Linked DNA regions of Sus scrofa: regions 1, 2, 3, 5, 6 and 7 are each linked to region 4. A link is a contact called in public Hi-C and HiChIP or PLAC-seq data. All regions are on one chromosome and are shown on one strand. Each heading gives the region's core, a stretch centred on a gene start, on an enhancer-like site or on the middle of the called end of the contact. The rest is flanking DNA. Distances are from core to core; before and after follow the strand shown.

Evidence for each region. Hi-C and Micro-C count contacts between places; a contact is called where the count stands out from the background. HiChIP or PLAC-seq counts read pairs in DNA pulled down with a chosen protein or histone mark.
Region 1: an H3K27ac HiChIP or PLAC-seq map of alveolar macrophages shows a contact between it and region 4. The contact joins the promoter of CTSZ here to the promoter of STX16 in region 4. A contact is called at or near these places in 1 of 5 promoter capture datasets (fetal liver), 2 of 47 Hi-C or Micro-C datasets (embryonic fibroblasts and epiblast stem cells) and 1 of 2 datasets of contacts at active chromatin or transcription factors (alveolar macrophages).
Region 2: a Hi-C map of liver shows a contact between it and region 4, with 4 times the contacts expected there. The contact joins the promoter of PRELID3B here to the promoter of STX16 in region 4. A contact is called at or near these places in 4 of 47 Hi-C or Micro-C datasets (alveolar macrophages, fetal skeletal muscle, heart right ventricle and 1 more) and 2 of 2 datasets of contacts at active chromatin or transcription factors (alveolar macrophages and skeletal muscle).
Region 3: a Hi-C map of retroperitoneal adipose tissue shows a contact between it and region 4, with 1.8 times the contacts expected there. The contact joins the enhancer-like site here to the promoter of STX16 in region 4. A contact is called at or near these places in 7 of 47 Hi-C or Micro-C datasets (embryonic fibroblasts, mesenteric adipose tissue, omental adipose tissue and 3 more) and 2 of 2 datasets of contacts at active chromatin or transcription factors (alveolar macrophages and skeletal muscle).
Region 5: a contact with region 4 is called in a Hi-C map of liver, with 5 times the contacts expected there. The contact joins the promoter of NELFCD here to the promoter of STX16 in region 4. A contact is called at or near these places in 6 of 47 Hi-C or Micro-C datasets (embryonic fibroblasts, epiblast stem cells, heart right ventricle and 3 more) and 1 of 2 datasets of contacts at active chromatin or transcription factors (alveolar macrophages).
Region 6: a contact with region 4 is called in an H3K27ac HiChIP or PLAC-seq map of skeletal muscle, with 6 times the contacts expected there. The contact joins the promoter of RAB22A here to the promoter of STX16 in region 4. A contact is called at or near these places in 3 of 5 promoter capture datasets (fetal liver, fetal skeletal muscle and liver), 3 of 47 Hi-C or Micro-C datasets (fibroblasts, heart right ventricle and liver) and 2 of 2 datasets of contacts at active chromatin or transcription factors (alveolar macrophages and skeletal muscle).
Region 7: a Hi-C map of mesenteric adipose tissue shows a contact between it and region 4, with 2.1 times the contacts expected there. The contact joins the promoter of ANKRD60 here to the promoter of STX16 in region 4. A contact is called at or near these places in 1 of 5 promoter capture datasets (liver), 13 of 47 Hi-C or Micro-C datasets (alveolar macrophages, brain, embryonic fibroblasts and 8 more) and 2 of 2 datasets of contacts at active chromatin or transcription factors (alveolar macrophages and skeletal muscle).

What each region holds. Positions count from the first base shown.
Region 1 is chr17:59,148,124-59,150,823 of Sscrofa11.1, forward strand. CTSZ (cathepsin Z) reads right to left here and starts at 1,254. Exons shown (of 6, transcript NM_001123104.1): 1 at 982-1,254; 2 at 403-566. The coding sequence starts at 1,127.
Region 2 is chr17:59,183,774-59,186,473 of Sscrofa11.1, forward strand. PRELID3B (PRELI domain containing 3B) reads right to left here and starts at 1,305. Exons shown (of 6, transcript NM_001113697.1): 1 at 1,076-1,305. The coding sequence starts at 1,107.
Region 3 is chr17:58,460,258-58,462,957 of Sscrofa11.1, forward strand. The region is part of intron 4 of PPP4R1L; the gene reads right to left. Among named protein-coding and RNA genes, the nearest start is that of ANKRD60, 27 kb to the left of the region's middle. Within about 2 kb of position 1,299, at least 12 of the 83 cell types and tissues checked have an H3K27ac peak or open chromatin away from gene starts, as enhancers often do. A contact at or near this core is called in retroperitoneal adipose tissue, where this site is marked.
Region 4 is chr17:58,839,084-58,841,783 of Sscrofa11.1, forward strand. STX16 (syntaxin 16) reads left to right here and starts at 1,258. Exons shown (of 8, transcript NM_001123199.1): 1 at 1,258-1,795. The coding sequence starts at 1,715.
Region 5 is chr17:59,127,645-59,130,344 of Sscrofa11.1, forward strand. It overlaps NELFCD (negative elongation factor complex member C/D), which reads left to right and starts at 1,432. Exons shown (of 15, transcript NM_001113698.1): 1 at 1,432-1,553. The coding sequence starts at 1,467. It overlaps LOC106506736 (a long non-coding RNA gene), which reads left to right. Exons shown (of 3, transcript XR_001302258.2): 3 at 1,032-1,300.
Region 6 is chr17:58,513,565-58,516,264 of Sscrofa11.1, forward strand. RAB22A (RAB22A, member RAS oncogene family) reads left to right here and starts at 1,421. Exons shown (of 7, transcript NM_001123174.1): 1 at 1,421-1,701; 2 at 2,657-2,700. The coding sequence starts at 1,666. PPP4R1L reads right to left here and starts at 1,258. Exons shown (of 13, transcript XR_002340199.1): 1 at 1,222-1,258; 2 at 1,038-1,083.
Region 7 is chr17:58,433,288-58,435,992 of Sscrofa11.1, forward strand. It overlaps ANKRD60 (ankyrin repeat domain 60), which reads right to left and starts at 1,382. Exons shown (of 4, transcript NM_001128449.1): 1 at 1,098-1,382. The coding sequence starts at 1,212. PPP4R1L reads right to left here. Exons shown (of 13, transcript XR_002340199.1): 13 at 1,679-2,705.

The DNA.
Region 1 (2,700 bases), core at 4-2,503, 310 kb after region 4:
GTCCAGATGATAAGCGGGCCGGCCTTGCTCACTATTCCAGGCCCAGGACAGGCCTTGGTCTCAGATATGAGGCACTGCAGCTCCACGTGCACGTGCCCAAACACCAGTGGGGGGTCCGAGGAGTTTGTTTGTGGTTTGATCCCCAGTGGCTGGGGTCACACGCCTCGGAGAGAGAAGGCACCGGGAGCCAGGTGTCACTGGGCTTCAGTCCTGTGACTGCCAGGCGCCCACAAGCCCCGGGTGTGCGTCCCTCGGCCTGAAAGGCTCAGAGCTCCCGAGGCCGAGTCCTGGCACAGAATCACAGGCCCCCGACCCTACGCTGCAGCCACCCGTTCCGACAAGAAGGCAGCTGGACAGGCCTTCCAGGCCCACAGCCAAGAGGGGCTGTGGTCCCCTACCTACCAGCCATGGCGCTGGTGCTGCCGTGGGCCCAGCAGGAGCCGCAGTACTGGGGGATGTGCTGGTTCCTGGTGACACTGGCATAGTTGACCCCATTCACGTTGCGCCAGTCCCAGCTCCTGGGCAGATCCGATGGGGACAGGTACTCATGAGGCCGGGGGTACGTCCTGGGAACAGATCACCACGGGCAGAATCAGCACGGGGGCTCCTGGCGCAGGGGTGGGGGGCACGGGCAGCCCTCTCCCCTCCCCCAAGTGAGAGGGCGGGCAGACCCCCACCCTCCCAGAATATCCAGGAGGCAGCGCATTCCCTCCCCGCGCCCCGCAACCAGGCAGGAGCCGGGCCGCTCCCCCAGCAAGGCCCCAGATGCCCCAAATGCCGGGCAGGTGCGGCTGGCCTGCCTCCTGCGCTGACGGGGCTTTTGGCCCAGGCCGCAAATGGGAGAGAAACTGCCCCCGCAGCAAAGGGCTGCATTGACCCGCAGAGGTCAAGGGGGGCAGGGCGCCCCAAAGAGGCGGCAGGGTCCCTAGAGGCGGGAGAGCGCGCGAGGCCCCGGCAGTCGGGCGGCCCCCCGTCCCCGACCTGTGCCCCAACTGGGTCCGCTGGTCCCCGCGCAGGGGCCGGTAGCAGCTGCAGCCCGGGCGGAAGTGGAGGCCGGCCCGCGCCGCGCCCGCCAGCAGCACGAGCAGCAGCAGCAGCAGCGGCGGCGGCGGCCCGGACGACGCCATGGCTCCCGCGCCCGTGCGGCCCGACCCCGCCTGGTCCCGACCCCGCCTGGTCCGGACCCGGCTCCGCGCCCCGCCCGGCCCTTAAGGTGGCTGCGCCCGGGCGGGCCCTCCCCCGGGGCGGGGCGCGCTCCTGCCCCGGTGACCCGGCCCCGCCCCGGCCGCCCGCAGGGCCCGCAGCCCGGACTCGGGTCACGCGCCCCGGGCCTCGCCGCACCCCAGACCGGACCCCACCAGCGGGCGCGGGCCTCCGATCGCCCGCGGGCCCGATTTCTCCTCGGGCCGCCCGCCTTGGATCCTGGCGACCCCTGGCCCAGGAGAGCTGTCCCCTCCCATCTAGTCCCCCCCCCACCCCCGGGGACAGGGGTTCCCCGAGTCCGGGGAGGAGGCGGCGTCTAGCTTTCTGCCTCCCGTTTCCAGAAGGCCCAGGACCTTTCTGGAGAGATGTTTATACAGAGGGGAAGGGGGATCCTTTTAGAAAATGTATGCCCCAAAGGGCACCGTCCCTTGGCGATGCACCATGAATTTGACATTGCGGCTTCCAAAGCCGCCTGACCAGGTTTCTGCTCACAAAGCATTTCGCCTTCCAACGCAGGGAAAGCAGAAGTGGGACCCCTGAGGCCTCGGTTTCGCAACTCAAGTGTTTGTCTCTCCTCGTGAGCAGTGGGCACACTCCCTTCTCCTCGTGAGCGGTGGCCACAGCATGGCCTCCTTGTCTCGGGGGAGGAGGGCCCAGAGTTTTGTTCTGGGGCCCACAGCCTCTGCTGCAGGGTCTGGAGGCGGGCAGACCCTGCTCTCCCACAGCCCCCCACGCCCCACCCCATCTCCCGCTCTTCCCTGGGCTAAGCCTGCGAGCAGAAATCACAGCGGCTGCCTTGTGGTCTTCCAGCAATTTCCGTGACCCCCCCCCCGAAAGCCCTGGGACACCCACGGCACCCCAACAGGGCTTGGTCCTTGCTCCTGAGGTGCCATCACTGAGCAAAGTGTGGCCACGGCCTCTTTCCATTGAGGTGTCTTTTCTCTTCGCGGAAAGTCGGCGCCTCCCAGCCCTTAGCACAGTTCCTGGTTGGGCGGTGGGCGAGGGTGGCCTCCAGTTCCAAGAAAACTCTCAGGTGTGAGTGGTGGGGGCGGGGCCCGGAACCCGGGTCTCCAGAGGCGGCTTTGCCCCGGCAGGTGTCCTGGGCCTGGTCCCAAAGTCTCTGGCTTCCCTTCCCTGGGGTGAAGCAGGTGCGGGAAGGGCGGTGCCAGCCGGGACTTCCCCTGCCCAGGCGTCTCCCCTCCACGGCTACGGCGACTCCGCCAACCCTCCGCCTTCCTCCACGTGAGGAAGAAAGCCGGGACAATTGTCCCCAACACCCGTGACCTCCATCATTCAAGGAGGCTCCGCCTGGGTGGTGGCTTTTTGGTCTAAGGAAAAAGTTAAAAGCTCATAATTGTCAAAGAATGACCAGCGTGGTCAAATATTACAGTGTGACAACTCTTGTGGGGACTCCAGGGTCCCCAGAGATGGTCAAGGTCCAGGAGGTGCAACGTCCAGCCACAAGTTCTACCACGTAGGAAACGGGGCCCCGAGGCC
Region 2 (2,700 bases), core at 55-2,554, 340 kb after region 4:
CTCTGGCCTGTGCCTGAGTCACTGAGTATGTAAAAAGTCTACAGCTTCGTTGAAAAACTGTCCTTGGAAACACTGTTTAAAACAAAATCAAATGGTTAAGCTAAAACAAACTACCAAGCTATAAAAATTAGAACAGTGTGGCAACAATAGCAACATCAGTGGAATAGAGCAGTTAGCTCAGAAATGAATTAAAACATAAATCACAACAGTGTTTAGGACAAAGGCGGCATTTCAAATCAAGAAGAAAAAAGACTAGGCAATAAAAAGTAGTGAGATTACCAACCATGTGCTTAGGCAGAAAAGGATCCAGCCATCTAAATGTGTGGTTCTGCTGCAGGGAGCATCAGAGACCTGGAAGGGAATTTAATTCCCAACATTCGACCGATTTAGGGCCTACTTTCATTCCTAAGTATTTCTCCGAAACCAAAAGATGATAACGAACGTGGCTTCGCAGGCATCTCAGCGCTGGCAGGCCCTGAGGACACCACCACCTTCCACGTCTCGGACGAAACCGGGTAACCCAAGGTCACACAGCTTGTTGGAGCCCAATCTGGACCCTGGACTCAAATTCCAAGGCCACAAATTCCAATCCTCAGGTCAAGGAGCTGCCGGAAAAGTTCTGCTTCCTGGTCGCCCGGGCTCACCCTAGATCCACTTTCCGGGTGAGCAACTCCACCCAAACCTGGCGGCCAGACCTCGACACTCCACGCCTTCCTCGGGGATCCTCGGGGTCGCGTCCCACGGGGCTGTGCAAGAAGGCCTGGGGCGACGACGAGGGGGCTCGCCCACCCCGAGCGCAGGTAAGGACCTCGTGCCCGGCGACGCCCCCGTCACCGGAGTGGAGCCTGTCCCAGGCCGTCTCCTCTGCGGGCCGTGCCCCGGGCGTCGCCGGAGACGTGACCTTGAGCCCGCGCCCCCCAGGGTTCCGAGGCTCGGGCCCAGCTCCCCCCGAGGGCCCGACGCCGGGAAGCTTCCTGAGGGGCGCCCCGGCCCCGCTGCGGCTCCAGGCCCGCCCCGCCCTGCCCCCCGCAGTGGCCCCGTGGCCCTCGCCGACCCACTCCCGCCCCAAACTTACTCGAAGACGTGCTCGGAAGTCCAGATCTTCATGGTGCCGGCGGCCTGCGCGGTGTCCGGGCGGCGATAGGGCACAAAGAGGCAAGGAGGCCACTCTTGCCCCCGCCCCGCCCCTCAGCCGCCCCGCCGGCCGCCCAGTGCGCACGCGCCCTCGGGCCCGACGCGAGGGACGTCCCGACGCGCGGCCCCACGCCCTATCCCGGCCCGGGTTTTGCCCCAGCCTTGCGCGCGGCGCAACGGAACCCCGCCCCTTAGCGCCAGGCGCACCGCGCCGGCGCAGTTCCGAGGGCAGGGTCCGGGGCCGCCAGCGCGGGCGCCGTGCTGCGCAGGCGCGGCCCGCCCCCTCGCGGGCGTCGGCGGGAGCGCTGAACTCTGGGCGGAGTTGGTCCCGGCCCGGCTGGCCTCTACCTCCTCGCTCGGCCGGCCGGTGCTTGCCTTGTGTTGCGAGGTCTGTGGACGGGTCCAATCGGCCCCGCTTACTCTGACAGTCCCTGCGGTGTTCGGTGTTCCTTTGAGCAGATGTCCACGGGGCCCCATTAGAAAATTCCTCCTACCTCCTGTCTCAACCCAGGCAGTGGAGGGACCAGAGTCAACCAGTTCATCAGCTAACCAGTCAAACCACCATCCAGGCGGTCAGCCCTCTGCTCCTTTCACCCATCCTCCCACAGATGTTGCCCCTCGGCGGTTAGCGCCCGGCAGAGGTGTGGTTAGGAAGCACGAGTGCTCAGCAGTTGCTCAGCAGTGCAGATGGAAAGCTCCCTGGCGCTGGGTTTAGGGGATGGGTCTCAGCTCGGTGTCCCCTTCCTCGGCAGCGCCCCCAGCCTTTAGTGCCTCCGTCACAACATCCTGTTGCATTTTTCTTAGCACTTCTCACTCCCTGAGATCACCTTGTTTAACTTCCACTCAAATGTAAGCCCTTGAGGACAAGGATCTTGCCTGTCGTGGTCAAAGATGATGCTCAGGAAGGGCTCAATGGCTATTTGTTGAAAAAGGCAATAATAATTATTTGCAGAGTGAACGAACTAATGGAGTCACCTTCTTTATCTGTCTGGCTTCCACTAGACTGTAAGCTCCTGAGGCTGAGGCCCCTGCCAGACCTGTCCAACCATCCCCTGCACCTACATAATGTTTGTTGCATAAATGAGTGAATGACTAAGGTGTGAGGGGCAGGAAGGAACGGCACGTGGCTTCATCCACAAATGAGCCTTGATCAGTGGACAAACCGGCCTAGCTTTCAGGATAAGCCCTCCCTCCCCCGGTCCCCACCACAATCCACAAACGGTCGGTACCCCCTAAGAAAACAATTTGCTGTTTTGAACGATGGCTATGGAGGAAGATTTTTACATTTGGCTACTTAGAAGCTAGTTAGAAGCATTGCCTCATTCTTGTTCTTAGCTCCTTTGATTGTTAAAAACAAATAAAAGCCAGGTTAATTTAGGAGGGAGGATAATTTTTTTAAATAGCCGAAGCCCTTTATAAAAAGAAACAAAAATTACATTAGACAGGAAGGAAATAATATGGTTAGGTAGTTGCTAAGTGCAATTTGTGGTACCTAGGACTGAAAAAAACCCAAATCCTACAGTAGTTAGAGTGAATTCTTGGGGAGTTAATGCTTTAAGGGCTGCT
Region 3 (2,700 bases), core at 49-2,548, 380 kb before region 4:
TAGTGGACTTTAACCTAAATAGACATTTCTCCAAAGAAGACATATGGATGGCCAACAGGCACATGCAAAGATGCTAATTATTAGAGAAATGCAAATCAAAACTACAATGAGGCACCACCTCACACTGGTCAGAATGGCCATGTGAATAAGTCTACAAACAGCACGTGCTGGAGAGGGTGTGGCGAAAGGGGACCCTCCTCCACTGCTGGTGGGAATGTAAGTTGGTACGACCCCTACGGAGGACAGTCTGGAGGTTCCTCAGAAAGCTAAATACAGAGCGACCACATGATCCAACCATCCCAGTCCTGGGCACACATCCAGACAAAACATTGTAATTCAAAAAGATACACGCACGCCTATGTTCACTGCAGCACTATTCACAATAGCCAAGACGTGGGAAAAACCCAAATGTCCATTGACAATGCATGGATTAAGATAGAGGTACAGTGGAATACTACTCAGACATAAAAAGGAAAAAATCATGCCATTTACAGCCACATGGATGCAACTAGAGCTTCTCATACTAAGTGAATTAAGTCAGAAAGAGAAAGACAAATACCACACGATATCACTTCTGCGTGGAATCTAAAACATGGCACAAATGAACCTCTTTACAAAAGAAACAGATTCACAGCCTTGTGGTTGCCGGGGGCGGGGGGGGGGGGGGAGTGGGAGGCACTGGGAGTTCGGGGTTGGTAGACGGAAACGACTGCATTTAGATGGAGAAGCAGGGAGGTCCTGCTGTGCAGCCCAGGGAACTATATCCAGTGTCTTGGGATAGACCGTGATGGAAGATCACATAAGAAAGGGTTGTATATATAGGCACGACTGGGTCACTTTGCTGAACAGCAGATACTGGCACGGCACTGTAGGTCAGCTCTATTTTAACTAAAAAAAGAATTAGCAGCCGTGAAAGCAGCTGTTATAAACGTGCTCAAGAGCTGAAAGGAAAATCGGGTGATGACAGGGAGCAGGGGGAAAATCCCATCCCAGAAACAGAACCTCTGCAAGAGTCAGGACTTCTTGTAATAACGCAGTCGCCTGGTCGGGCTTCCGCTCCTGCAGATGACAACTGCAGAATCTTGAAAGGAAACAACAAAACAACTATTTAAGAACACTGGAGAGAAACCAGAAGGTGGGATCCAGAGGGGACATTTTTCCTAAAAGATGAACAGCAATGGGAGAAATTTGCAAGTAAGGTCCAAAGTCTGGGTCTACGTTTTCCTGAGAGCTCTGGCTGACTGCTAAGCGACACACACAGGGAGAGACCCCAGGGATCTAGCAGAAAAACCACAGCCAGAAATGAAACCAACTGAGCAGAGGCTTCAGCTGCTGCTTACCACAAAGGAAACAGACAAGACAACTGCCTGCTACGTAAAAAAAAAAAAAAAAAAACCAAATCATTTTAGAAAAATAAAACAGAATCCAGAATCTCTGTAGTATATCATTTTAAATTTAAAAAAATTTTGTGAATACATTACACATACATAATAACAATGTATATGAAAACAAAGTACAGAGGAGGAGAGGGCTGAGCGGAGCCACTGCTGCAAGACACCGTATTTTCTGAAAATCCCCAGTAGAGGGATTAAAATGCAACACCATAGAAATATTCAATTAGCTCAAGAGAAGGCAGGAAAGAATTAACAGAGGAACAAATGAGACAAATGGTGTTCAAATAACAAAATGGCAGAATTAAATTCAAAAATATCAATAATTACATTAAACACACATGGACTAGACACTCCAATTAAAAGGCAGAAACTGGGGCGTTCCCATCGTGGCTCAGCGTTATCAAACCCGACTCGTGTCCGCAAGGACACGGGTTCGATCCCTGGCCTCGCTCAGTGGGTGAAGGATCCAGAGTTGCCGTGAGCTGTGGTGTGGGTCGCAGACACGGATCGGATCCTGTGTTGCTGTGGCTGTGGTGTAGGCCAGCAGCTGCAGCTCCGATTGGACCCCTAGCCCGGGAGTTTCCATAGGCCGCGGGTTCCGCCCTAAAAAGACAAAAAGGTAAAGGCAGAAACTATCAGATTGGACATAAAAGCAAGACCAAACTCTCTTCTAACGAGAGGAGGAACATTTCAAACGTAAAGACACCTAAGGTTTTGGGTAAAGAGAGGTAAACGAACACACGCTGACAGAGAGGAAGCCAAGAGGGCCAGAGGGGCTCCCGTGACAGCCCAGAAGACCACGAGCTGCGGATCCCTCCCGCCCCGAGAGCAGGAAAGCCGCTTCCTAGGAACAGAGCCAGCACATCACAAAGACACAAACACTAAATGTGCAATTAAACGCTTAGAGGAGGAAAGAAGGTGGGCTGAAAAATACTAAGATTCCTCCTTAAGAAGCGAGAAAACTACAGGCAAGTGGAACTCAAGCGAGTAGAAGGGAGGAAAGAGTAAGGAGAGGAATCAGCGAGAAGGCAAACAAGCAACAGAGAAATCGGCAAAGCCGGGAAACGGTTCTTTACAAACATGGGTAACATCGATAGACCCTAGCAAGACTGATCACGAAAGGGAAAAATGAGAGCGAGAGAGGAAAGCAAATTACCAACAGCAGAAATGAAAGGGATGCACTACAGACCTTACAGGCACTAGAGGGATAAGGGGACACGGGGAGCAATTTTGTTCCAATAAATGAACAACTTAGATGAAACTAATAAATCCTCTAAAATACATAACTCACCCAATGGCACAGGTA
Region 4 (2,700 bases), core at 8-2,507:
CTCCCTTGCGGGGTGACCGCAGGGCCGCTGCCCGCCGCGTTCGGGCTCGGGTAGCTGGATCCCAACGCGCTCAAGCGGAGCCCCCTCCCGAATCCCGCCTATCCGGACACCCAACAGAGTGTCGGGGTCGTGGGGGGTCTCCCGGACCCGATCCGACTGCGGGAAAACGAGCCGGGGGCGCCGGGGGCGCGGGGCCAGGCTTGGCACGCGGGCCCAGGGGGTAGGGAAAAGTTGTTGGGGGCGGGGGGCTGTCGAAGTTTCGGGGAACTTTTCCACTTGAGATTCTACAACCCTGCAGTGCCCCCTACAGAAAGCTGCAGCCGGGGAGGGCGGGCGCCCCCCACGACCCCCCCGGCTGCCAGCAGCGGCGCGGCCCAGGCGGCCTGGAGCTCTAGCTGTAGCTTTGGCATTTTTTTTTTACCCCCCCTCCTGGTTGTTTTTCTGATACATCTTTTTTTTTCAGAATTGGAGAAAAAAAAAAAAAAAAAGCGAGCGCGAGCCGCCGCCTGCAGTGGAGCGTGCTCGGCCTCCAGAGGCAGTCGTCTCCAACTTTTCCTCTCCCTCCCCAACTCCGCGCGCGTCTCGAAACTTCGGCGCTGCTGGAGCCCAAATTTGCCTGCCGCTCGACTCCACTCTAATAAGCGCGCCAAGGCCCCTGGCACTTGTCTGCAACGTGGGGGCCACGCTCTCGAGGCTCAGGCCTGCCCGCAGGCCCGCTCCCGGTGCCTAGGCCCAGTTAGGGAAGGGGAAACCGAGCGGTCCCGGGAGCACCCCGGGAGAGGGCGGAGCGCGCCCGTGCCCCGGGGCAGAGGGGTAGGGATCTCCCGCGCCCGGAACGTTGCGAGCAAGGCTTGTGAACGTCGCAGGGGGGCACTCGCGAGAGACGGACAGGAAGAGGGCCAGGGGGAACGCCAGAACCCGGGACCGTAGCACGGAAACGGCCCGGGGCTGAGCAGCAGGCAGATCCGGGGATGGAGGGAGCCGGAGAAGAGGAGTGAGGAGGCCGTGGGGGCAGGCCCTGCTGCCCTCCTGGAGGCCGGCAGCCTGCTGTGGCAGTGGAGAAGCGGGCTGCCCACAAAGGGAAGGGGTCAGGAGGTCGGGCCCCGGCCCTAGCAGGCTCCGACAAGGCCCCAGTGGGGAGCAGCAGCAGCCCAGGGCCCAGGCCTGGCCTCGGGTTGGCCAAAGGGGGCCTAAACCAGGCCTCCCCGGCCTCTGCTGGGGGAACTGAGCCAGAGGCAGGCCTCAGGGCACGGCCCAGACGCGTGTGAGCCCTGCTAGAGCGAGGGAACCAGAGGGAACCAGGGCCCTAAAGGGTGTCAGAGACTAATGTGGTAGGGGGCTTCAGAGCCTCCCAGTCCAGAGCCGGATTGGCGAGTTAGACGCTTGTAGATCCGAGGTCGGATTGGGGAGGGGGTCTCTGGGAAGTTGGCTAGCAACGCAAGGATTGGGGGGATTTAAGTGCTTAGAGATCGAAGCAGGTCGTGGGGAGGGGGACTCAGACAATTGGAAAGCCTGGGCGGTTATTTGGGGAGGGGTCTTTGCGCTCAGAGGAAGCTCGAAGCAGCACCTGCTTGGCTAAAGGCCTGAGGCTTTGTCAAGAGAAGCTTCTGTGGAGGGGGGGGCCCGACTAGGCCAAGCTGCAAGAAAGAAAGTGAATAAACCTGGACTTGAAGTGGGTGGGGGCCCCTGAGAGGGGAATCACAAAGGGTGAGCCATGGCCACCAGGCGTTTAACCGACGCTTTCTTGTTGTTGCGGAATAATTCCATCCAAACCCGGCAGCTGTTAGCCGAGCAAGTGAGTAGTCACACCACCTCCAGCCCTCTGCATTCACGTAGCATTGCTGCGGTGAGTCTCTTGGCGGCCTCTCCGACACACGCCCCGTGTGCACTGCGGCTCTGCCTGTCTGTCTGTCTCTGTCTGTCTCTCTGTTTAAAAAAGAAGATAAGTCTAGCACGGAAGTGCAAGGTCTCTTGGCAAAGGTCCGAGAGCAGCGATAACCCTGGATGGGGGAAAAAAAAAAACAACAGTTTGAGGCCCCCGTTCCACCTCTGCCTTGCCCTCTCTCACTTCCGCATCCCTTCCAATTCCTCCCCCTTCCCCCCCCCAGCCGTCACTGCACGACCGGCCGCCTCCAATTTACATATGTTTTAGCGCTAAGATTTGGAAGCTTTGGGCCTTTTTTGTTTCATTTTGTTTTAGCCGCCCCCCCCTCCGCCCCCGCATCCTGAGCCTCGCTTTGGTTCTCAGGGTCGAGATGCAGGATCTCAGACCTAAATCCTTGCAAATGAACCATACCCTCCCCCAAACGAGGAAGGAGCTGGTGTTTTATTATTTTTTTTTTCCCCCCCTGTTTTCTTTTAATGGCCTCGCAGCCCTCTGGGTGGCCGTGTTCCCTGTGAATAATTGCTTCCCTGTTTTTTTCCTGGGGGCTCTTTTTGTGAGGCTGTAAGGTGCTAGCTTCCTCGTTTACCATTCCCAGACAGGAAATTAAGCGTTCCCCTCCATGCGAACTTTAAAAACAAAAAGACAAACAAAAAAACCAGGGCGTGTATGTGAAAATTAAACCCCCCGCCCCAATAGCACAGGGTTTTCTATTTAATTCACCTGAACCTTTCCTTAGCCCAGCAGTAGAATCTTTTACTGGGGAGGGCCTGGGAAGATGACTGTTGTGGGGGTTTGTTTGTTTTGGCTGAGGGTTA
Region 5 (2,700 bases), core at 182-2,681, 290 kb after region 4:
TTTCAAATTAGAGTTCGTATTTTCTGGATATGTGCCCAGCACTGGGATCGCTGGATCGTATGGTAGTTCTATTTTTAGTTTTTAAGGACCCTCCGTACTGCTTTCCACAGCGGCCGCACCGGTTTATGTTCAGACCAACAGCATAGGGAGATTTCCTTTCCTCCACACCTTCTCCAGCATTTATTATTTGTACTTTTTTTTTTTTTTTTTTTTTTTTGGTCTTTTTGCTATTTCTTCGCTCCCGCGGCATATGGAGGTTCCCAGGCTAGGGGTTGAATCGGAGCTGTAGCCACCGGCCTACACCAGCCTACGCCAGAGCCACAGCAGCACAGGATCCGAGCCAAGTCTGCAACCTACACCACAGCTCACGGCAACGCCGGATCGTTAACCCACTGAGCAAGGGCAGGGACTGATCCCACAACCTCATGGTTCCTAGTCGGATTCGTTAACCACTGCGCCACGACGGGAACTCCTATTTGTACATTTTTTGAGGAGAGCCATTCTGACCAGTGTGAAGTGACACCTCATTGTCGCTTTGACTTGCATTTCTCTAATAATGAGCAATGTTGAGCATCTTTTCATGTGCCTGTTGGCCATCTATTTGCCTTCTTTGGAGAAATGTCTGTCTAGGCCTTCTGCCCATTTTTTGATTGGGTTGTTTGGTTTTTTTGATAGTGAGCTATATGAGTATTTGTATATTTCATTTTATTTTGTCTTTTGTCTTTTTTTTTTTTTTTAGGGCCACACCCGTAGCATATAGAACTCCGTATTTATATATTTTGGAAATTAATAGGCTATCATTTTTTGACTGCCTGTAAAAGCATCATATCAGTTACCCTTAGCAACTACTTCCATGGTAAGGCCCCCTTTTCCAGGGCCACACTATGACATTTGCCTTTGAGGGCCCTTCTTCTGTAAAGAAATATTAAAAATTTTTATTTTACACTGTGCTAGTTCTTTATACAAATTATACTTGTACAAATATAATCCAGCCTGGATTCATTATTATCTTATTTATTTTCTCATTTTAGAAGAACTGAAATATTTTCATGGCCCTAAACCCTGTGCCTGATACGGAGGCCAAGTCTGGGGCCCAGGTGTCAGAAGAGGAAACGGATGGTCAGAGAACGAGCTCTCAGTGGAGAAGGGACGGGGCTGGGACCCGAGCCCGGGCCAAGTGTGAAAGTAGTTCGAGACGTCTTCCCGTCTGCCCGGAGCCCAGAGCCCGCGGCTCCAGCCAGGTTGTGCTCCCGGATCAATTCCGGCCGCCCTCTGCGCCCCGCCCCTCCGTCCAGGCCCCGCCCCTCCGTCCAGGCCCCGCCCCTTAGCCCTGGCCCGGCTCTTCCCGCCCGGGCCGAGGCGCGCGTCCGCGGTGGGGGAGGGGGCGGGGCCGCGGGGCCGCGCGTGCGCTCTCCTGCCCGCCGTGCGCATGCGTGCGCCGGGCTCGGGCGCGCTCGCGGGAGAGGATGGCGGGGGCCGCGCCGGGCGCCATCATGGACGAAGATTACTTCGGGAGCGCGGCCGAGTGGGGCGACGAGGCGGACGGCGGCCAGGTGAGGGCGGGGGAGGGGGGCACCGGGCGCCCCCGACGGGGACTCTTGGTTTCCGTCGCCGGCGGGCCGGCTGCGCCCCCGCCGCGTGGCCCGAGCACAGCCCGCCCCGCCCCCTCCCGCCGCGCGCCCCCGTCGCCCGGGCCCGCCCCTCGCGCCGCCTCCGCCGGGGCCGAGCGCGCGGGGCGAGGGGCGCCGGCGAGGGGGCCCCCGCAGTGAGCGGTCCGGCCCCAGGGGCGCCGGCCCCGATCGTGACCCGAGCTGACCCGCCGGCCGCCCCGGGGCGGCCTCGAGCCAGGTCCCGGGAGCGCCGGGCGCCCAGGCGCGTCGGACACCACCTCGAAGGTGGAGCGCTGGGCTCAGCCCCGCAGTTTAAAAAGTAGTTACAAATCCCACAGAATCCAGGTCCGCGTGGCGAGGGGGACGTGGAACTTCTCCTCCCTGTAGAACCTGCTCTTGAGTGCTTTGGCTGAGTTATCAATCCTTGGGCCAAGGGACTTTGGAAGCGGACGGGCCCGAACCTTCTCCCCTGGAGGGAGCGGGCGCGGGCGCCGGGGGACCCCAACCCGAGTCCCATTAAGACCCGCCCGAATCCAGCTTCTCAGGCCCGTCCCCCGGGTGACCGCGACTCCGTTGCCCTTTGCGGGAGCCTCGGACCCTGCCTTCTAACAGGTCGAGGTTGGGTGTGTTTGGGACACGTCGGAGTGATAGCTTGGAGGGGAGGCGTGGACAGGGCGTGCCCGGTGGAGGGGCGGGTGGCGCACGGGGGCGATGAAGCCGGGGGACCAGGAGGCAAAGATAGGCGCTGTGTTCCTGGAGCTGAAAGGAGGCCTGTGTGGTTGGTGGCCTGGTGGAAGCAGTGGCCTGAGGTCTGGGAGGGAGCGCCGTCTGAAGGGCCTTTGAGAGCTGCTGAAAAGTAAGACTTGTTCAAGAGTTTGGGGTGGAGAGTGACAAAGATCCGAGTGTTGGACCATTCCGCGGTGTTGGAGCTTCGGGCGGGGGATGGAGTCGGGTTTAGCTAGTCGGAAGCCCGTGCTCGCTAGCTGCTTTCATACTCCTTGTTCCACGTTCCAGAGGCAGTTGAGTGTTCGTCTACTCATTTTGGAAAAGAAGAAATTGAGACAGGAGGCCCCAGTGACCTGCCTAAGGT
Region 6 (2,700 bases), core at 171-2,670, 330 kb before region 4:
GGGAACCTCCATATGCTGCAGGTGCAGCCCTAAAAAGACAAAGACCAAAAAGATAAATAAAGTAAAATAAAATAAAAATAAGAGAGACAATGTGTGTAAAGGGTTTAAACTGTGCCTGACCTATGGTGTTTTCAGTAAACACCAGTTCTTACTATTCTGAAACGTGCAGGTGGGGAAAGGAAGAGCCCAGTAGCCCCCCCCCCCATTAATATTGACCACCGTGATGATGTACGACCTCCTTCACCAGCAGGCATCCCCCACGTGGTAATTATCTGTTTACAAGTCTCTCCCCGGACCCTGAGTCCCTGAGAGTCAGCCTGGTGAATGGTTCATCTTTGTGGGTGCCGGGCTGGCCCAGCCCAGAACCAGCAGGTGCTCAAGAAATGTTTGTTGAATGGAAAAGCAAAGCTTCATTCACCACAATTAGGAACTTGCAAGTCCAGGAAAACCTTCCCCAGCCATCTGCCCTTAAAGCGATGTTAAAGGACAGGGTACGACGTGACAGGAGAAGGAGACCCCTGGAGAAAGGCGGGCGACAAGGGGCTCCCTGGACGAGGCGGAGGTGAGCTTGCGGCCAGGACGCGTGAGAACTCCGCGGCGGCCACCGGAGAGCCGGGCCTCCCAACTGCCCGCCCTCGGGGAAGTGCCCAGGGAGGGCAAAGCGGAGACCCGGGGGGTCGCTCCCCCACGCCCACGGCGGCCACGCCTCCTCCCGCCCAGCACCTCCGGGACTCTGGACGCCGGTCCCCGCAGGGCCGCCGCAGGGGCACGAGGAGGAGGAGGAGGAAGAAAGTGACAGGAAGTCAGAAGTGTCCCAACAACAAAAATCCTCCCGGTGGCGGGGAGGGGGCTCCGCATCTTCGGCCGCCCCGCGCAGAGAGGAGGGACCGCCACAAGTGGTCTAGACAGTTGGGGTCCCGCTCTTCTGCTCCCAACGCGCCGAGCCTAGTTTGTAGGTCCCACCCCCAAGTTCAGTGCACCCCGAATTCTGTGAGAGGTTCCCGGGCAGGGGCGGGGACGCCCCAACTGTTACTTACAATCGTCTAAGTCATCCGGCAAGTCCACAAAGTACCGGGGGAATTTCTGAAAACCAAGAGACACACAAGAAGTTACGAGGGGGCTGCGGCAGGCAGGCTCGGGGCCGGGATAGGGCTCCCCCGGCCTCGCGGGGCGATCACGGCTAGAGGGGAGGGGGCGCCCCAAGAGCCCGGCCCCACTCACCCGCCATCTTGGGATGGGCCCGGGGGCGGGGCCGGCGGGAGGGGGCGGGGCCGGCGGGAGAGGGGCGGGGAATCTGGCCTCGGGCCCCGCCCCCGGGCCCGGGCCTCCCCGCCAGCCTCGCGGCGCCGGCCGGCCCCGCCCTCTCGGCGAAGGTGGCTGCCGAGGTGGGCGGGGAGGTCAGGTGACCCGGCTGGCGTCCCAAGATGGCGGCAGCGGAGGCGCCCGGGAGCCCGCCGCACCGTCCCGGCTGCTGAGGAGGGCCCCGCGCGGCTGGCGACGGACGGGCCGGGCCGAGGGCCGGCGAACGGGCGGCCGCCGCCTAGACGCGCCCCGCAGCCGGGGCTAGGCCGTGCGGCGGCGGCGCCGGGGGATGCTCGTGCTGGGCCGGGCCTCTCCCTCCTCAACTTAGGGCGGCGGCGGGCCCGCGCCCCTTGCTCCCGGGCCATGGCGCTGAGGGAGCTCAAAGTGTGTCTGCTGGGGGTGAGTGGTGACCGGCTGGCCAGGAGGGCCGCGGGAGGCCGGGCGGGCCGGGGACCCGGGCGTGCCCACATCCCCCCGCCCCTTCCCCCAACCTCCGCGCCGGACGCCGCCTACCTGCCCCGGGACCCACCCTCCAGCCCCCGGGCCGTCCAGCCCACCGGGCCGCTCCCTCCTGAAGGTTTTGCTGGGCCGGGGGACCTTCCGCCTTGTCTGGAGCCCTAGGAGTCGTCCTGCCCCCCAGAGGATGAAGAGCCCTCCCTGCCTCCCCTTGCATCTAGGTTAAGAGCAGCTCTTGAATAGTTTCCTACCCATGTACTAGTTAGGAGTTGGCCCAGTCTTGCAAAGTAAAACCCATAACAGGCCTTTAGGTTTTACAAAGCTTGGTCTTTTGAACTTGTGGGATACCCCTGACACTTCAGGAAGAGTTACTTTTCGTGGAGCGGGGGGAGACATTCAAATCAGGAGGCCCCAAAATTAGTTTGCAGCTTAAGTTTCCTGTCTTGTCAAGGCACCTTTGCTGTTTGGGAGCATATCTGAGGTTGATGCTCTCCTGAGTTGCTGCTTGAAAGACTGATAAAGATTTCCATTGGTTTTCCTCTTTCCCAGATTGGGTGGGGCTGGGATATATCAGGGATTACTCAGAAGTAATTCAAGAGTTCAGAGTGAGTTATACAGGTCAGAAAGCAAGTGAGTTTGTCACTTTTCACACTAAGCAGAGACTTTGGGTCTTTCAGAAGGTTCTCGTGTCTCTTAAAAGCTCAAAACCCCTCTCCTACAATCCGTTTTGAAATCTCCGAAGTACTCCACTGAATGTTTATAAAGACTTCCTTGGTGTCCCTTAACTTCTAAAATTCAGGATGATTTTTCTAAAGTCCTCAGCTCTTGGCACAAGATCGTTTTCAGTGTCTTCAAGCAGGTAAACCTTTTCTGATTCACCTGTCTCATTCTCTTTCAGGATACAGGTGTGGGTAAATCCAGCATTGTGTGGCGGTTTGTGGA
Region 7 (2,705 bases), core at 132-2,631, 410 kb before region 4:
GCTGGCTTGGGGTTTTGGTGTAGCAAGGGTGAGTTTGAGAACCAACTCTCAGATGCCGGCAGAGTTAGTTTCGAATCTGGGAGTCCAGAGGCGAGCAGAGTTCATTTTGGGCTCTGGCATCCTTATGTAGACAGAGGAGGCTGAAGGATTGGGGTTCGGGTATGCAACTGGTTAAGAAGAGACTGGGGTCTCCGAATCGAGTGGATCCGGCCTGGGATCTGGGGTCACGATCTGGGTCGAGTCGGATCCGGGATCTAGGTTTCGGTTGTGAGCAGGGGTCACTTGGGGATTGTATCCGAGGTTCAAACGTAGGTACGGTTCGTGAGAGAGACGAGGCCCTGGGAAGGGCAGAGTTTAAGGCTTTGACGTCCTTGAGTCTATACGATTGCCGATGGTCACACGGTTAGCCTGGGGACTTGGGGTTCAGTCTGGGGCGGGTTTGGCCTTGGTTTGAGGGTCCTGGAGTGGGTTTGTTCAGAGCTCTAGAGCCCTTGTGAGGACACAGTTATGGAAAGATTTGGGATTCTGGGGTAGTCATGGTAACCCTGGAGATTTGGGGTTCACTCTGGGGCAGGGCTGGGGCGTTCTGATGGCCCACAGCCCAGCACAGGGATGTGAAGTTTGCCTCCACCTGGGGTCCTGACCAGCAGGTTTGCCTGAGGCTGTGGGGTCCCACTGAGAACAGATGTTTCCCTTGAGGTCTTGTGTGGATGGCACTGCCAGCTCTGTGACTTGGGTCCCAGATGAAGACATGGGGTCTGGGGGTCTGAGGGTCCTGCTGCTTGGGGATTTGGGGTTCTGATGAGGACAGGGTTTGCTCAGGTAGGCAGGTCGCACACCTTGCTTTGGGACTGGAGACCCAACACAGGTGGGGTTTGCCAGGAGATTTGAGGTCTAAGGCGGACCCGGGTTTTCTGCAGTTGGGAATTCCTTAGGTGGTCAGGGCTGGCTTTTCCACCTGCGGTTCCAGGGGACTGGGGTCTGTTTTGACCTCTGGGGGTGCTCCTAGGCAGGCTTCCCCTCCTGCACCGCAGGATGGGAAGGGGACTGGGTCTGGGGAGTACGTGCGGCCAGGAAAGGGGTCGGGCAGGGGCCACCTTGGTCCAGGTACTGGAGCCGCTGGAGGTTGAAGGGGATGCCAAGCCTCAGGTCCAGCTCCTCCTTGAGCTCCCGCACGGTCATGTCGCTGTGGCAGTTGGTCACTCGGCACATTTCCCCGGAATCCTCCAGCAGCACTCGCACGACGAAGACGTCTGAGGCCACGTCGAGCGCCAAGTGTACGGCCTGCGGGTCCCCAACACGGCTGTAGCCGCGGGTGCGGACCCCGGGCTGCGCGGCCAGGAGCTGGGGCCGGGCTGAGCCCGCCCCCTGCCCGTCTGGCCGGCGGCCCGCGGGGTCGGGACGATCGGCGCCCCGCGACGACCTCTCCGCCTGCGCCTCTGCCCCCGCCCTCCGCATCGTCCTCGGCTCCGCGCGCCCCCCAGCCCCCCGGCCCCCGGGCCCCGGCGCGCGTTATCCCCGCTCCACGCGGTGGCCGCGCGTCATCGCCGCCCCCGCCCCGGCGCCCCCTCTGGGACAACAGAGCCCACCCTCCCCCCGGGGCGGCAATTAACCAACCAAGGCGGGGCTGCACGTGGACGCGGGTGGCGCGGCTGAAACCAGGAAAGGGCACAGGCACTTCCTCAAGTAAGAGGGAGATTTATTGAGATCAATACAGAGGCATCGCCGCCCAGAGGCCCCGCGTCCCGGCGCACCCAGCTCCGGCCACATCCCAACTCCTTCTCGCAGCTTCCAAGTTGCTCTTAATGTCAGTTCCTGTAACCTGGAAAACGGAGCGGCTTGTGGCCGTTTAGGCACCTGTGATCTCTTCTCCGTGTCTGTTTAAAACACAATCATTGCACAATTTGGGGCCAACTACCTGGAGGAATTATGCGTGAATCATCGCTGGGTAAAGCAGAGAGTTGTGAAGTGCAGTCTTTAGTCATGCTTAAAAATCGCATTTCTAGCATGAACGGAAAAAAACCCACACTGCAGAAACAGGACTCCGTTTAGGCAGATCTGGCCCAACTTGACAGTGAAAAAGCCCCATACGTCGCACCCCGGAAGTGGAAGACAGATCTTTCTGAAAATCTGCAAAGCTCCATCACGACCCATCAACTTTGAAAACGTTCTCGAATTCTTGGAGTGGGAAAGGTGCTGATGAAAATGCTTAACAAGGGTGAAATGTCACGGGGGGGGGGGGCGCTGAGATGGTTCTATCGCTGAGACCCCTTTAAGAAACCAGCTGGTGCTTTTCCATTGACTCGGGAAGAAACTGGCTGTTTAAGTCAACAGGAAGGGGACGTCAGGTGGTGAAATCACACACACTCACAACCACACCTGTGACCAGTCAGTGGGTAGGGCGCTGAATCCATGAGAACAGCAAGGGCAACCAGAACAATCTTAGAAACATCTCAGCTGTTACAAACCAAGACTAAAATGTGAGCTTTAAACATACTTTTTGCAGGGAAGATACAGTCATAAAAATGTCTTCTCACTGGAAAGGCATTCCTGTTACAGAAAAATCTTAACACGGACACTCAAAACTTAAAGGTCAGATTATTTACCAAAGAGTCTTGACAACCTCTACAAGCACATCTGATTCCGCAGGCAAATCATATGCAAATCGAACCCATCCTCACAAATTCAAGCGAATTTTTTTTTCT